Regions from separate parts of the Sus scrofa genome. Here region 1 is linked to region 2. A link is a contact called in public promoter capture Hi-C data. All regions are on one chromosome and are shown on one strand. The core of a region is the stretch at or near the end of the contact, and the rest is flanking DNA. Distances in the headings are between cores, read along the strand shown. Region 1 holds the start of POLR1C (DNA-directed RNA polymerases I and III subunit RPAC1). Region 2 holds the start of PEX6 (peroxisomal biogenesis factor 6).

Region 1 (7,132 bases), core at 694-3,193, 460 kb before region 2:
GGAACTCCTGGATGCTATTTCTTTACCCAATGTTGAAATGACTTTAATGAGAAAAGCCATTCTACAAATCAGGATAGCCTTAGACATTATTACAGCCTCCCAGGAAGGAAACTGTGCCATCATTAAGGTGGAATCTTGTGCTTTTATTCTTGATGAATCTGCTAATGTATTTCAAGTGCTAAAACACAAACACAGATTGAGACCTTCAGTTGCCTTCTTCCAGATTTGGGAGGGCTTTTGGAGGAATGAAGGAATGGATCCCCAAAATCTTGGCTACAATCTCTTTTAATTGCTTACTGCTGCGTTTCTCTTGATTTCTTTAATAGATTTATCATCTGATGCGGAAGATCAACAGAAGCCACAAGGTTAACACTAACAAGCAGCATTGGCTTATTATTTTCCCAACAGAGGAGGGACAGGTGTTATGCTCCTTCTCTAGACAGACCTATGACCCATCTCAGGAGGAAGCAGCTAATGATCGGTCTCTCCCTATTTGCTCATTTAAGCATAATGGAGTAAAACAGCTGGAGGAAGGAATGATGGGGATAGAGTAGGATAATCACATAGTTTAGAAGTCCCACTAGGGTTTAAAGACAAAAAGGAAATGTTAAGGGGGTTTGAAGACTGCTGTAAGCCAACAACCGACCACTTAAGAATCCAGTAACTTAGCAACAATCTACACCACCTTGAAGGAAGACCAGGTGTATCTAAGCACCAGAAACAAGCCACAAGTCCTGATAGTTAAAACCCAAGACAAGAGATATGGGGTTTCAATCTTGTTACATGAAGTCAGAGTTATTGGTCCTTGAAGACTGGCATTGCTGCATGTAGACAAGGTGAAAGAGGGAAAAAACTAGGTGAAAGGGGAAATTATTCTGCAACCTGAAACGAATTACCACATTTTCGCATATGTTACCGCTTCTGCTAATATACCTATGATTTAAACAGCCCATGACACTCCCCCTTAGACCATATAGGGTCAAAGGAGGAACTGATGATGCAAGCCTGGACCATCTTACCCAAGAATGAGAAATAAGGTGGTCTTCTCCCCGCCCCACTTTCACCTTGATTATAAAAATGTAGCCCTCTTTGTTCTCTGGGTCGCACTCCCTTGCCTGCTCATTAGTATTTCTGACAAGCGTCCTATGCTAATAAATTCACTTATTGTGTATCGGTTTGCCTCACGCTGAATTCTTTTTCCCACGAGACAAAACCTGAGGCTCAGGAAGTCCTGACGATAGCAGGTGAGCGGTATCAATTAAGACAGTGGGTTTGAGTCCCCTCCTACGTCAGGGACCATGGGTTCAAGTTCCAATGGGGGTTTTGGCTGAGTTCGAGTCCCACCCGAAAGGGAGTGCAGCTTCAATCTTTATTGCTGTTAATCGCCCTTACCACAACTCACTAGAGTCGTGTTACCTGTACTCTTTTCCAAAAAGACCGAACCATCTCGTTAGCTTGTAGAACAAAGCAGAAATTGTGCACATCGAGTGCCTAACACATCCAGAGCGAACCCCCAAGGCAGTTTCCGAGGAACAGGATGTTCAGAGTGCAAGATCCGATCCTCATACCCTCTCTGAACACCTCCAGCTCTACCCACCTTCTCGAAGCGGTCCTGGTCCCAGGCATCATCATAGCCCGAATAGTTACCGGGAAAATCGGTAGTATGAACCTAGAGCAAAGAGAAACGAACCTGTTCGCGAAGGAGCAGCGAGGCCAAATTCATCCCCACTCCGACTCTAACTCATCCCTGCTCCGCTCTGATTTCTCCTCCCGAGGTCAAGTCCACAAGACTTACATTGCGAACCCCGAACTCCCCTAGAACCACGCGGCTCCGCATTTCCTCCACAGCCTGAGCCGCCGCCATCTTCAACTCCACCATGTGACTAGAGTACCAAGCCTGCGCGTGCGTTCTAGTCTCCCTGCCCCGTCTCCGTGGCAACACACCACCTCCCGGAATCCTAAATATCGCGAGAATCTGCCCCGCCTCCGTCCACGTCCTCAGATACCGGAAGTCAGTTTTAACCAAACATCCGGTTTTCTCCTTTTTGCGTTCCGGCCGATCCCACCTTTCTTTCTAGTCCCTGGACCTGTCCATCCGTCAGGCCCTCATCTCTCCCACTCCTCCTCAGCGCGCGGGACTAGCGCGGGCTTCAGCGACGGGAGCCCTCGAGGGACATGGCAACTCCGGCGGCGCCGGCCGGCGGCGCCCGAAATGGGGCTGGCCCGGAATGGGGAGGATTCGATGAAAACATCCAGGTAAGCGCCCCACGGCTCCGGCTGCCAGCAGCCCCACGGCCTGCAGCTGTCCTGAAGTGTCATGGGGACTCTTCCTTCGAGCCTTGGAAGTCTGCTCCGTTTGCAGAACTTTTTGTCTTCTTTGGGTCTTCGTGCACGTGAAAGGCAGTGGAACTAGTGCGGACCTAAAAGGTCCACACTAGTACCTCTGAGCCCCCTTGCTCTTGCTTTCCGCACAACTTAGAAGGTCGGGCACGGCCAGGGGCGAGGGTGGGATGGGGGGTAGGCGGGATTCACTGGCCAAAACCACACTGTGCGCGCAGCCTTGTTTTGGGGTGGAAAACACAAAGGAAATGGGCACTTTTGCAGCCTTTTGTGGCTTTGGTAGGAAAAGGACACGTATGGAAGACAGGGAGTAGGTTTCCCAGGCTGGAAAAGAGAGCCAAACAAAGGTTCTGAGAGCAGTTGAGGGGAGGGGAGTGGCATGGTCTATGGTAATTCTAAGCCGTATCTCCAGCAGTGAAAGGACAAAGCTCCAAGCTCTCCGGTGAACAGAGAAGGACATAACGGATGGAGCAGAAAGGTCCTCCACTGTGGGATCCGTTGTCTTCACAGGGTGGGGGCTCAGCTGTGATTGACATGGAGAACATGGATGATACTTCAGGTTCCAGCTTCGAGGATATGGGTGAGCTGCATCAGCGCCTGCGTGAGGAAGAAGTGGATGCTGATGCAGCTGCCGCTGAAGAAGAGGATGGGGAGTTTCTGGGCATGAAGGGCTTTAAGGGACAGCTGAGCCGGCAGGTGGCTGATCAGGTAAGCAAGACTGGCTCTCTGACAGGTGGAAAAGTATCCTGAGGCCTCTGGTTCTGAGTTGGTATTAGTGAAGTTCACCCCAGCTTGTCCAGTTAGAACCATGTAGAGATCCAACAAGAAATAAGCAAAAGGGCCTTAAAGCCAAGAGTCTCACGATACCCTCCCACCCCACCCGGTCTTCCTTGCTTCAGATGTGGCAGGCGGGGAAGAGACAAGCCTCTAGGGCCTTCAGCTTGTACGCCAACATCGACATCCTGAGACCCTACTTTGATGTGGAGCCTGCACAGGTGCGAAGCAGGTGAGGATCCTCCTGACCGAAGCTGCCTTCCTGACATCTAGCCCTTCATCCACTCTACAAGCAGACTCCAAGCCCTTAGAATCCCCTCTTCATGATTCCAGTCACAGAACAGGGCTTGGCGAGAACACACCTTCCTCCTCTTCTCCATCTAGCAAACTTCTCATCTTTCCTCAAAACCTAGCTCAAATGTCACTTCCTTTGCTCCCTGTTCCAAGTTTATCCTTTCCTTTCCTGATGCTCCACTAGGGCTTTGCTTTCCTTTAGCAGACAGCACTTCAGCGATGCTGTACTTTGTCATTCCTGGGTCTGTCTCCCCAGAGACCTCCTCAAAAAGCAGGCTCTGTTTTATCTTTTTTCTTTCTTTTTGTCGCCACCCCACAGCATGTGGAGTTCCCCAGCCAGGGATCAGATCCCAGCTGCAGTTTCAACCTATGCTGCAGTTGTGGCAATGCTGGATCCTTAACCCATTCTTCCGGGCTGGGCGGTTGAACCAGTGCTCCAGAGCTGCCACCGATCGAGTTGCACCACAGTGGGAACTCCTCCTTGTCTTTTTATTCCCAGCACTAAAATAGTCTCTGAACCAGACCATTGGTACATTGTTGTCAAGTTATGTTTCAAAAACCAGATTTAATCTTGCTTTGATTCTTTGTTCATCCTTTAATTCAGCTAATGCTTATCAAACACCCAGTACCACTCTACAAGTATTTACTAAGCTTTTGCTCTGTGTCAGATCCTACAGTTGTGTCTGATTTAGTGGTGACGACAAATGGGAACCTTATCCTCGGGCACAGCCGTGGAGCACTCATTTGCCATGTAGGAGGGACACCTGATGAGGGGTTGGCTGGAGGGTGGGACAGGGCAGCTTTTGAAGAGAAAGTAAAAATCTAGCCAAGATCCAAGGTATTATTAGGAGCCAGTCACTTAAGAAGTGGAGAAGTGATTGGTACTTTTATTCCTTCTACCTGCAATGTTCATATTACTTCAAGTACATTTTTCAAGAAAATGCTCAGTGGGGCCTAGAGGAATGGTAAGAAGGAAGAGGCAGGAGGCACGCTGGTTCCCTCAAGTAACAACTTTCCTGCTAAACCTGTCACCATCACATTCTCTTGGGGCATTCTCTGCTGAGGTCTGCATGTCTTTTAAAGGAGTGCAGGAGTTCCCGTTGTGGCACAGCGGAAACGAATCCGGCTGGGAACCATGAGATTTCGCGTTCAATCCCTGGCCTCGCTCCGTGGGTTAAGGATCCTGTGTTGCCATGAGCTGTGGTGTAGGTCGCAGATGTGGCTCAGATCTGGCATGGCTGTGGCTGTGATGTAGGCTGGCAGCTACAGCTCCAGTTAGACCCCTAGCCTGGGAACCTCCATGGGCCGTGGGTGCAGCCCTAAAAAGCAATAAATAAATAAGTAAATAAAAACTAAAGGAGTGCAGGTCACACAGGTAAGTGGCCATGCCCTCCAAGACCCAGCGGGGCTCTCGAGTCTCTGTGCCACTGCTGCGTCAGTCAGCACAGCATCAGAGGGCTGTTCTTCCTGGAAGCGTTTTCTGTCTTCATTACCGTCTTTTCCCTTTACCATCCAGTGTGTTCTCTTCATTTAGAGAGATGATTGAGATTCAGGTTGTCCAGAATCTCATAGCCTAGTACTGCCTCTGCTCTCATCTCTCCTCTCCCTTCCCAGGCTCCTGGAGTCCATGATCCCCATCAAGATGGTCAACTTCCCTCAGGTGAATAGGGGGCAGCATGTCTGGAAGGGAGTGGGGGGCTCTAGGGCAGAGAGTGGGCCACCAGGCCAAGCCTGGGGAGGCATAAACACAAGAGCCCTTGTATCCTCCAGCCTAAATCAGTTGGTGTCTTGATAGAAAATCGCAGGTGAGCTCTATGGACCTCTCATGCTTGTTTTCACGCTGGTGGCCATTCTCCTCCATGGGATGAAGACGTCTGATACCATCATCGTAAGCAGGACAGGGGACTTTGGCGGGGTGGGGGTGGGGGTGGGGATGGCTGAAATGAATTGAAAGCTGCCCAAGGAGATGTGGTGAAGTGGAGGCAGCCCCTGAGGAAGGCCCTGGGTGAGACTGAGACCAGAGGCCTCCCAAGACTAATTAGAGCCTTCACTCCACAGCGGGAGGGCACCCTGATGGGCACAGCCATTGGCACCTGCTTCGGCTACTGGTTGGGCGTCTCGTCCTTCATTTACTTCCTTGCCTACCTGTGCAACGCCCAGATCACCATGCTCCAGATGCTGGCGCTGCTGGTAAGGAGACCAGCACGGTGGTGGGTACGCGTGATCTTAAAAGAGTAACCAGGCGTTGGTCTGCATCTGTCCTGGGGCCCAGGGCCTGGGGTGGGGTGAGCTGGCCAGGGGATCATTTCTCTCTACGAGGATCCCTATGAGAGTCCAGAAACCAGCCCAGCCTGAGTGATTTTCCTCTCCACCATCCTCCTTCCTAGGGCTATGGCCTCTTTGGACACTGCATTGTCCTGTTCATCACCTACAACATCCATCTCCATGCGCTCTTCTACCTCTTCTGGCTGCTAGTGGGTGGACTGTCCACCCTGCGCATGGTAAGCTGGGCGGGAGCTTTCCTGGGGTGGGCTGTCCTCCTGGGAGTTGGGAAAAACAGCCCAGAGCTTGGGCCCAACCCCACAAAGGGCCCTGAATAGGAGGGAAGAGCCCAAAGACGTGCTGCTCTGGGAAGGAGTGGCTTCTCCACACTGCTCACGTGGAGCTAGGCCCTCTGAGCTGTGTTCCTGCTGCCCTAGGTGGCAGTGTTGGTGTCACGGACTGTGGGCCCCACACAGCGGCTGCTCCTCTGTGGCACCCTGGCAACCCTGCACATGCTCTTCCTGCTCTATCTGCATTTCGCCTACCACAAGGTGGTAGAGGGTAAGTGATGTGGGCCTGGGCGCGGGGGAGGGGAAGGTCGGTGGCCTATGGCAGGGCCCCACCCCCCCAACCCTACTCCCACTCACCTTCCAATCCTCCTCCTTTTAGGGATCCTGGACACGCTGGAGGGCCCCAATATCCCACCCATGCAGAGGGTACCCAGAGACATCCCTGCTGCACTCCCTGCTGTTAGGCTTCCCACCACCGTGCTCAATGCCACAGCCAAGGCTGTCGCGGTGACCCTACAGTCACACTGACCCCACCTGAAATCTGTGGCCAGCCCCTTTGCCCCCAGCTGTGATGCGGAGGAAGATTAAAGGACAGTACTGATGCCATGTGTCTCTTTGATGGGGTCTGCAGCTGCCACAGAGCTGTAGCCAACTCGAGCACCTCCCTGATGCCTGTCGGGCTTCTGAAGAGCATAAGGCCAGGAGCTCCTGGCCAGGACTGCAGGGCTCTGCAGCCAGTGCAGAAAGTGGGTCAGCTCATCTGAGGCCCTCTCACCACCCACCCCTTCCTTCCTCTTTATCTCTCCCACATTGTCTTGCTAAATATAAACTTGGTAATTAAAATATTGATTGAAGTCTGGAACTGCAGCTACCCATTCCAGTGGTCCTCCCCTGCCACCCGACTTCCTGGACATTTTCCTGTTCTGTCAGTGGTGGTAATATCACATGTTCCCTTCGTGATACCCCTACCCAAGCAGAATGAAAGTGGGATAGCCCAGACTACACTGAAAGCAGACTGAATGTGGAACCTGTCCCCGAGCTTTACTGTGGCCACAACCTCACTCTTGGGATGCCAGTGGAGCCAACTGGACAAAAACTTCCAGACTCAACCCCATGTCATTACAAGGCCCTTAAGCACCTGGGACATTGTGCAGAGGAAGTCTTCCTGTGGG
Region 2 (7,411 bases), core at 1,686-4,185:
AGGAGTTTTCGTGGGCATCCGTTTCCTGTTTCCTAGACGGCTTGAGGAGGATCAAAGGGAAAGCCTGGAAGGCCGGGACCGAGGTGAAATAAGATGAGAATCCTGGGTTTGTTTCAACTTTGGAAAGAGGATCCCGGTTCCTACTGCATATGTCCTGAGGTTGTGGGACCTGCTAGACCTGAGCACGTGGGAACGCAGTGGAAGTGCTACTTCACTGTTGAGTGGGGAAACACATCCCTCACTTCCCACCCTGCCGAAGCCAGTGTCCTAATAGATAAGATCAGTTCCTGCCCTCAAGGAATTCAGTCTGGTGCAGCTGACAGTGGTGTATACACAGATGATTAAAATAAAATGTTAAAAATCATACAAACCTAAAGGTAGCTGGAGGAATATGTTTTAGAAAGTCAGCTCCAGTAGCAGATTGGCTAAGTGAAGAAACTGGAGAAAGTTCAAGCCTGTGGTCCTTGCTCAGGAGAACAGTGTTATAAGGTGGTGGCCATTGGCTTGGAGAAGGAAGAACAGAATTGGGAAATGTGTAGTATCAACAGGATTTAGTGATTCATTGGATTGTGGGGAGGACCGTATGGGAAAGGGAGGCATTGAGGATGACTTCTGGAAGCCATCAGAGATGTAGGAGGAAAACTGGTGTCATAATAGCAAAGGAAGTGTAAGAGGCTTGGTCAATAGTGTCAGATTCCAAAGAAAGTTTGAGTAAGATCAAGATCAAATGGCATCAACCCGCCATTAAAAGGTTATAGGCGATCTCCGCAGGAAAATTTCAGAAGAGCAGAAGGTTATAGGGGGTTGAAGACTGAACAGGAGATGGAAGTAAAAACAACACATCTAGGCTTCTGACTATCTTCTGTATGGGAGTAATATTTGGCTTTCAGTGACTAATGACAATTGCAAGGTAATAAAGAGTGGATGGCATGCTAACCATTATTTGCTAGGGGAAAAGCTTGGGAGGAAAGGATGTTTATTTTTGGGTGGATATTTGTGTCTGTATGGGTGCTGACCCAGGCAGGACACCAGATGTATTTACCCACTCCTAAGGTCTCAAGGAGCACCACAGCCCCAAGGCCTGGAGCTTTCCTGCTGCCATGTAAAGCAGGCATATCCTCTTTGGACTCCCCCCACCCCAATCCTCCCAGTCCTTGGTCCCTCTAAGTGGCAGGAACTACCAAATGGAAACTTTTATCCTTGTGAATTCAGATACCTAGTACATTCTTGCATGCTGTTTTGAAGATGTGGAACTAGGCATTTTCAGGTTTAGGACTAGAGGTAACCTCCAGGAACTATAATCAAACACTTAAAAAAGTATTTTCTTATCTCTCTAGGGATAAAAATATCTTATAACATGTAAACCTAATAGTCACCCTTTCAGGTTTTCAGAAAATTCTCAGCAATGCAGAATGTACAAGGTAGAAGACTGCTTCAAGATGTAAGAAAGAATGGAGTTCCTGTTGTGGCTCAGCGGTAACAAATCTGACTAGTATCCTTGAGGATGAGGGTTCAATCCCTGGCCTTGCTCAGGGAGTTAAGGATCTGGTGTTGCCGTGAACTGTGGTGTAGGTTGCAGACAAGGCTTGGATCTGGTGTTGCTGAGGCCATGGTGTAGGCTGGTGGCCACAGCTCCGATTCGACCCCTAGCCTGAGAATCTCCATGTGCTGCGGGTATGGCCCTAAAAAGACAAAAAAATTTTAAAAAGATGTAGGAAAGGAGGAGTTCCCATTATGGTGCAGCAGAAACTAATCCAATTAGTATCCATGAGGATGCAGGTTTGATCTCTGGCCTCGCTCAGTGGGTCAGGGATCCGGCATTGCCATGAGCTGTGGTATAGGCCACAGATGTGGCTCAGATCCCACGTTGCTGTGGCATAGGTCAGCAGCTAGAGCTCCGATTTGACCCCTAGCCTTAGAACTTCCATATGCTGCTATGTGTGTGGCCCTAAAAAGAAAAGAAAAAAAAAATGCAGGAAAGGAGAAAGTTGGGTAGTAGCTGGTAGAGAATGCAAAATGCAAGGTCCAGAAAGTACATTGCCACCAACCAACCCAATCATTCTAAATGCAAGTATGTTGTTACTAACTGGAAGTATGGCCAGTCAGTGTCCAAGTGCACAGGACACTTATACGGAGCAGTGGAGGTGGAGCCAAGGATGGATTCTAAGTAACAGCACAGATGTTGGGTTAGTACTCATGACTGAAGCCTTGAACCCCTCTCTTCTGCCTCCTCTGCTGCCCACCCGTCTCTAATGGATCTCTAGTCAGGTAGGATTGGTGGGGGGGGCGAGCAACTGGTTTTGGAAAGATGAAAAAGTAAAGCTCCTTTGTCTTTGCCTCAGGTTTGATGGGAATAGAACAAACAGGACAAGAAACACTGGAACGTGGGTTTTGTGTAGGATGTGTTGGAACAGGTGTGGCAGCACCAAGCACTCCAGGGCTACATGAATCATATGCAGTAATTCAGCCAGCAGCCACTCCATATCCATGAGCACATCCAAGACAGTTTTATAATCTGACTGCTCCCTCCTGCAACCTTCCCCACAACCCCCAAACCTCAGTGCCAACAGTGCCACAGAGTGAACTCCTGCCTAAACACTCTACCTACAGCTCCCAGACGCGGGCAGGAGTTTAGTCCAGGGCATGCTGACCTTTCATTGATCAATCAATAAACTGCTAAGTACATGCTCTGCGGCAGGGTAATTGACAGGACGTTACTCCCCAAGCAGGCGTGGAAGGTAAATCCCTGTAAACACACCTCAAAGGGTGCGTGCGTAGACTACCCGACCACAATTACTGTGCTACTGCCATCAAGACATCAGCCAGACCAGCCCAAGGCACCACCCTCTCTGAGCAGCTCTAGCGCCCTACGCCTCGCCCACTTCCCTCGCGCCTCCCCTGACGGAAGCGGAAGCGGCGTGTGAGCTGCCCCGGCGTCCGGCTTCCCGGTTACGGAAGCTGCGCTCCGCCGTGGAGCTCTTTGGTCTCTTGTCACCATGGCACTGGCAGTCCTGCGGGTGCTGGAGCCCTTCCCGACCGAGGCACCCCCGTTGGCGGTGCTGCTGCCACCCGAGGGCCCCTGGCCTGCGGCGGGGCTGGGTCTGGTGCTGGCGCTGCGGCCTGCAGGGGAGAGCCCGGCAGGGCCCGCGCTGCTCGTGGCGGCCCTGGAGGGGCCAGGCACAGGCACCGAAGAGCAGGGGCCGGGCCCCCCGCAGCTGCTAGTTAGCCGCGCTCTGCTGCAGCTCCTGGCCCTGGGCTCCGGGGCCTGGGTGCGGGCGCGGCCGGTGCGGCGGCCCCCAGCGCTGGGCTGGGCGCTGCTTGGCACCTCGTCAGGGACTGGGCTCGGACCGAGAGTCGGGCCGTTGCTGGTGAGGCGCGGAGAGGCTCTGCCAGTGCCGGGACCGCGGGTGCTGGAGACGCGGCCGGCGTTGCAAGGGCTGCTGGGCCCAGGAACGCGGCTAGCTGTGACTGAGCTCCGTGGGCGGGCCAAACTGGGTCCAGAGACTGAGGACAGCAGCCGGCCCCCACCGCCACCCTTGGTGTCCTCCTTCGCGGCTTCTGGCACGGTCCGGCGACTCCGGGGAGTTCTGGGAGGGACTGGGAACTCGCTGGGGGTGAGCAGGAGTTGTCTCCGTAGCCTCGGCCTTTTCCAAGGCGAATGGGTATGGGTGACCCGGGTCGGAGAGTCATCGATCACTTCCCAGCCACACCTGGCCACGGTGCAGGTCCTAGAGCCTCGATGGGACCTCTCTGAAAGACTGGGACCTGTTTCTGGGCAGCTGGGAGAGCCCCTCGCTGACGGACTGGCCCTTGTGCCTGCCACTCTGGCTTTTAATCTCGGCTGTGATCCCCTGGAAGTGGGAGAGCTCAAAATTCAGGTAGGATACAGGACTGAAGTCAGGAATGCGTTCTCTTCTTTATCCCCCCCTTCTTTGTCTTTAGCTGAACTGGAAGACCAGAGCTATAGAATTTGGGTTCCTTACTCCCTAGATCTTGGACTTTCTGCTTAATGCCTCCTAGGCTTATGTATCCATTCTCTACAATTATGTTGGTGGTGTATGGGAAGAGCCTTCACTATTCCTGTGAAAGGTGAGAGTCACAGTCAAATTACAGATCGAATCAGTTTTTTTGTCCATTTGCTGCTGCGTGTCCAGTATTGTGCTGGGCAGTGTGGAGGATGCTACCTCAGTGCTTATCCTTGACTTCAAGTTCCTTCCTGGCCTTCTGGCCTCCTCTGTTAAGAGCCTACCTTCCTTTCCTTCAAGGCCCATCTAAAGATGCCACCTCCTTCTCAAAGCCTCGTATACTCTCACCACAACAAATTTAACATTACCTCTTCATTTTGTACCTTTCAGGGAGCATTTATTTTATTGTCTTCTTATAATCATGTAATCTGTCTAGTCCTCAATTTTATATTGTAAATTCCTTGAAGGAAAGGGCCCTTTATTATCTTTAGTGCTTAGTATTTCACTTTAATATTTTATGAAATATATCCAAGAGAAGTTTTTGCTTTCTGCCTTTAAGGAGCTTACTTTTAAGAAGATGGTTGTGTTGAGGGGGACAAATATAATCTAATGGTTTTTTGTTTTTTGGGGGTGTGTGTGTGTCTTTTTAGGCATATTGAATTTCGAAGGCCAGGGACTGAATCTGAGCTGCAGCTGTAGCAACACCAGATCCCTGAACTCATGCCTCTGCAGCGACCTGAGCCACTGCAGTTGGATTCTTAATCCACCACACCACAGTAGGAACTGTCTGATGTGTCATTAAGCACCTAGATTATGGTTTAGTCCTGCACAGTCCAGTAGGGAAGCCACTAGCCACTTGGTGGTTCTTTAAATCGGTTGAAACTAAATAAAGTTAAAAATTCAGTTCTGGAGTTCTCTTGTGGCACAGTGGGTTAAGGATCTGGCATTGTCACTGCAGTGGCTTGGGTCACTGCTGCAGCACGGGTTCAATCCCTGGCCCAGGAACTTCCACATGCTATCAGCATGCCCCCCCCCAATTCAGTTCTTCAGTTATTTTAGTCACATATCAAGTGCTCCATAACCACATGTAACTATAGAACATTTCTATCACTGTAGAAAGTTATGTTCGGAAGTGCCGGACCAGGCAGTTAGTGCTACGGAATGTCAAGAAGAGATAGAAGGTGTGCGTGAGTGCAGGTGCGGGTTTCCCTCAGAATGGAGGAAGACTACTGGAGCACCTCACACTGGCGCTCATTCAGCTGCCCCAACCCTTTCAGCTTCAGTCAGATCAGATCTGCTAAGTACAGCTTGGATTCAGAGTGTCCCCACTCATGTCCAATTAATATTCCCAGTGGCTGCCTGATGTCACTCAAAGGACTTGTGGGAATTAAAAGTCTTTACCATTTCACTGGCCCTGGGCCAGCATAAAGGCATCGCAGATTGGTTATCTTTGCTGGTGAACGTTTTGGAGCTGGAGTCAGAAATCTTCCTGGTGCTCATTAGAAGGTGAGGTTTCTGTTTTCTAAAGAAGATAAAGGTGTTCGGCTCTTCTGCTGTAGGTCCCCTCTCCCACAAGCCCTGTGGTTACGGGAAGTATAAAGGATGAAAGTAAAATACTGTTGCTAAGAGGCTGGGCAGAGCTTGACTACTTGGAAGGAGGTTATAAAGTGGTGGTTATTTCTCTAACAGAGGTACCTGGAGGGTTCTAGCACCCCTGAAAACAAAGGAAGCTGCTCAGTGCTGCCCGGGCCTCCGTTTGCCAAAGAATTACACATCGAAATCGTGTCCTCTCCTCACTACAGCACTAATACAAATTACGACCATGTTCTTTACCGGCATTTTCAGACACCCAGGTTAGCTGCTTCCCCCTTTCAGGAGGATGGCATCTCACCCTCATTGCTTTCCTCCTACCCCCAGCCTTGGGGTCAGGTACCATAGAGCCTCTGCTTGTATTTTATTTTTTTATTTTGGTATTTTTACATCTGCAGTATATGGAGGTTCCCAGGCCAGGGGTCAAATCGGAGCTGTAGCCCCCAGCCTATGCTACACCCATAGCTACACCAGATCCAAGCTGATCTGCAACCTACAGCACAGCTCATGGCAGTGACAGATGCTTAACCCACTCAGCACGGCCAGGAAGTGAACCTGTGTCATCATGGATACTAGTCAGATTGGTTTCTCCTGAGCCACGATGGGACCTCTTAGCCTCTGATTTTAAGAAAGCCACATTTTAAGGCAGTGTTGTGGCTAGAAGCCCAGCAGTGTGTCAAGCGGACAATAGAAAAGAAATCTGGACTACAAGCTGAATCCAGACATTCTAAACTGAGAAACCATAGTGGCTGAGTGGAAACAAATCTGACTAGCATCTATGAGGACTCAGGTTCGATCCCTGGCCTCACTCATTGGGTTAAGGATCTGGCATTGCTGTGGCTGTGGTGTAGGCTGGCAGCTGTAGCTCCAATTCTACCCTAGCCTGGGAACTTCCATATGCCGTGGGTACCTCCTTAAAAAGACAACAACAACCAAAAACCCTGAGAAAGCACCTGGCTTTGAGAAGGCCCCCAAAGAGCCGAGATGCTGCTTTGCCCCTCTCTGGTCTCTGTTCCCCTCTCTAGCCTCTCTGGCATTTCCCCAAGCTCATTCTAGTCAAACTTGTTCTCTGGGTGGGTATTAGGCCCCTAAGAAACTGCCTGCATATTGGGGATGGGCCAGGCCCATGTGCTTGCCTCCCATTGTGAGCTGATGGCGCCACTGCTGTGTTACAGGGCAGTCCAGGAAGGGGATGTTCTGTGCGTGCCAACAGTCGGGCAAGTAGAGATCCTGGAAGGAAGCCCAGAGAAACTGCCCAGGTATGCAGCCGCCTCCTCCCACCACTGGGGTTCCTGACCTGAGTGCAGGAGTCCTGCAGCCCCACTCCCCTCGGGGTGAATAACTTCGTGCATGAGAACATCTCGTTGTTGTCGTGTACACTTTTCTGGAGAGAAGGTACATACACCTTCTTCAGGTTCTCACATAGGCGTGTGAATGAGAAGGTTACAGCTGCTGCCTGCTGGCCGTGGGAGGTGTTTATCCTCAGAGGGTTTGGTGGTCCCAGGTAAAGTAAAGTGTTCAGAGTAGCTGAATGGCCTAGACCAAGGTAGGATTCCTTTCTTTCCATTCTCGGCTACTGTTTGGGCCAAGATTCGGCCCCACCTCCCAAGGACTCAGCGTGAAGAGACCCAGACCCTGATTTCTGCCCTAATGCATGGCGGGTGCACAGGCTGCTTTTCAGATGACCTGTGTCTGATTTGTCCTTGGTCAACATTCAGAGCTTCTCTCTGGCCAGGGCTCAATCTCTCCAATCTCAGGGCTGTGGTACCCACATGGAGGGCCTGGGAGTGCCCAGTGTAATCCCATTTGGTGTCCCAGGGAACCTCTTGAACCTTTCCCAAATCAACTTTACAACC

Evidence for each region. Promoter capture Hi-C pulls out the DNA fragments that hold promoters and counts their contacts.
Region 1: a contact with region 2 is called in a promoter capture Hi-C map of liver, with 3 times the contacts expected there. The contact joins the promoter of POLR1C here to the promoter of PEX6 in region 2. A contact is called at or near these places in 1 of 5 promoter capture datasets (liver) and 1 of 2 datasets of contacts at active chromatin or transcription factors (alveolar macrophages).

What each region holds. Positions count from the first base shown.
Region 1 is chr7:38,506,332-38,513,463 of Sscrofa11.1, reverse strand. It overlaps POLR1C (DNA-directed RNA polymerases I and III subunit RPAC1), which reads right to left and starts at 1,943. Exons shown (of 9, transcript XM_005666040.3): 1 at 1,796-1,943; 2 at 1,598-1,669. The coding sequence starts at 1,879. YIPF3 (Yip1 domain family member 3) reads left to right here and starts at 2,031. Exons shown (of 9, transcript NM_001245980.1): 1 at 2,031-2,256; 2 at 2,851-3,048; 3 at 3,240-3,346; 4 at 5,023-5,068; 5 at 5,204-5,296; 6 at 5,467-5,598; 7 at 5,796-5,909; 8 at 6,108-6,231; 9 at 6,340-6,504. The coding sequence starts at 2,176. The coding sequence ends at 6,488.
Region 2 is chr7:38,047,880-38,055,290 of Sscrofa11.1, reverse strand. PEX6 (peroxisomal biogenesis factor 6) reads left to right here and starts at 2,935. Exons shown (of 17, transcript NM_001110426.1): 1 at 2,935-3,878; 2 at 5,341-5,471; 3 at 6,731-6,814. The coding sequence starts at 2,997.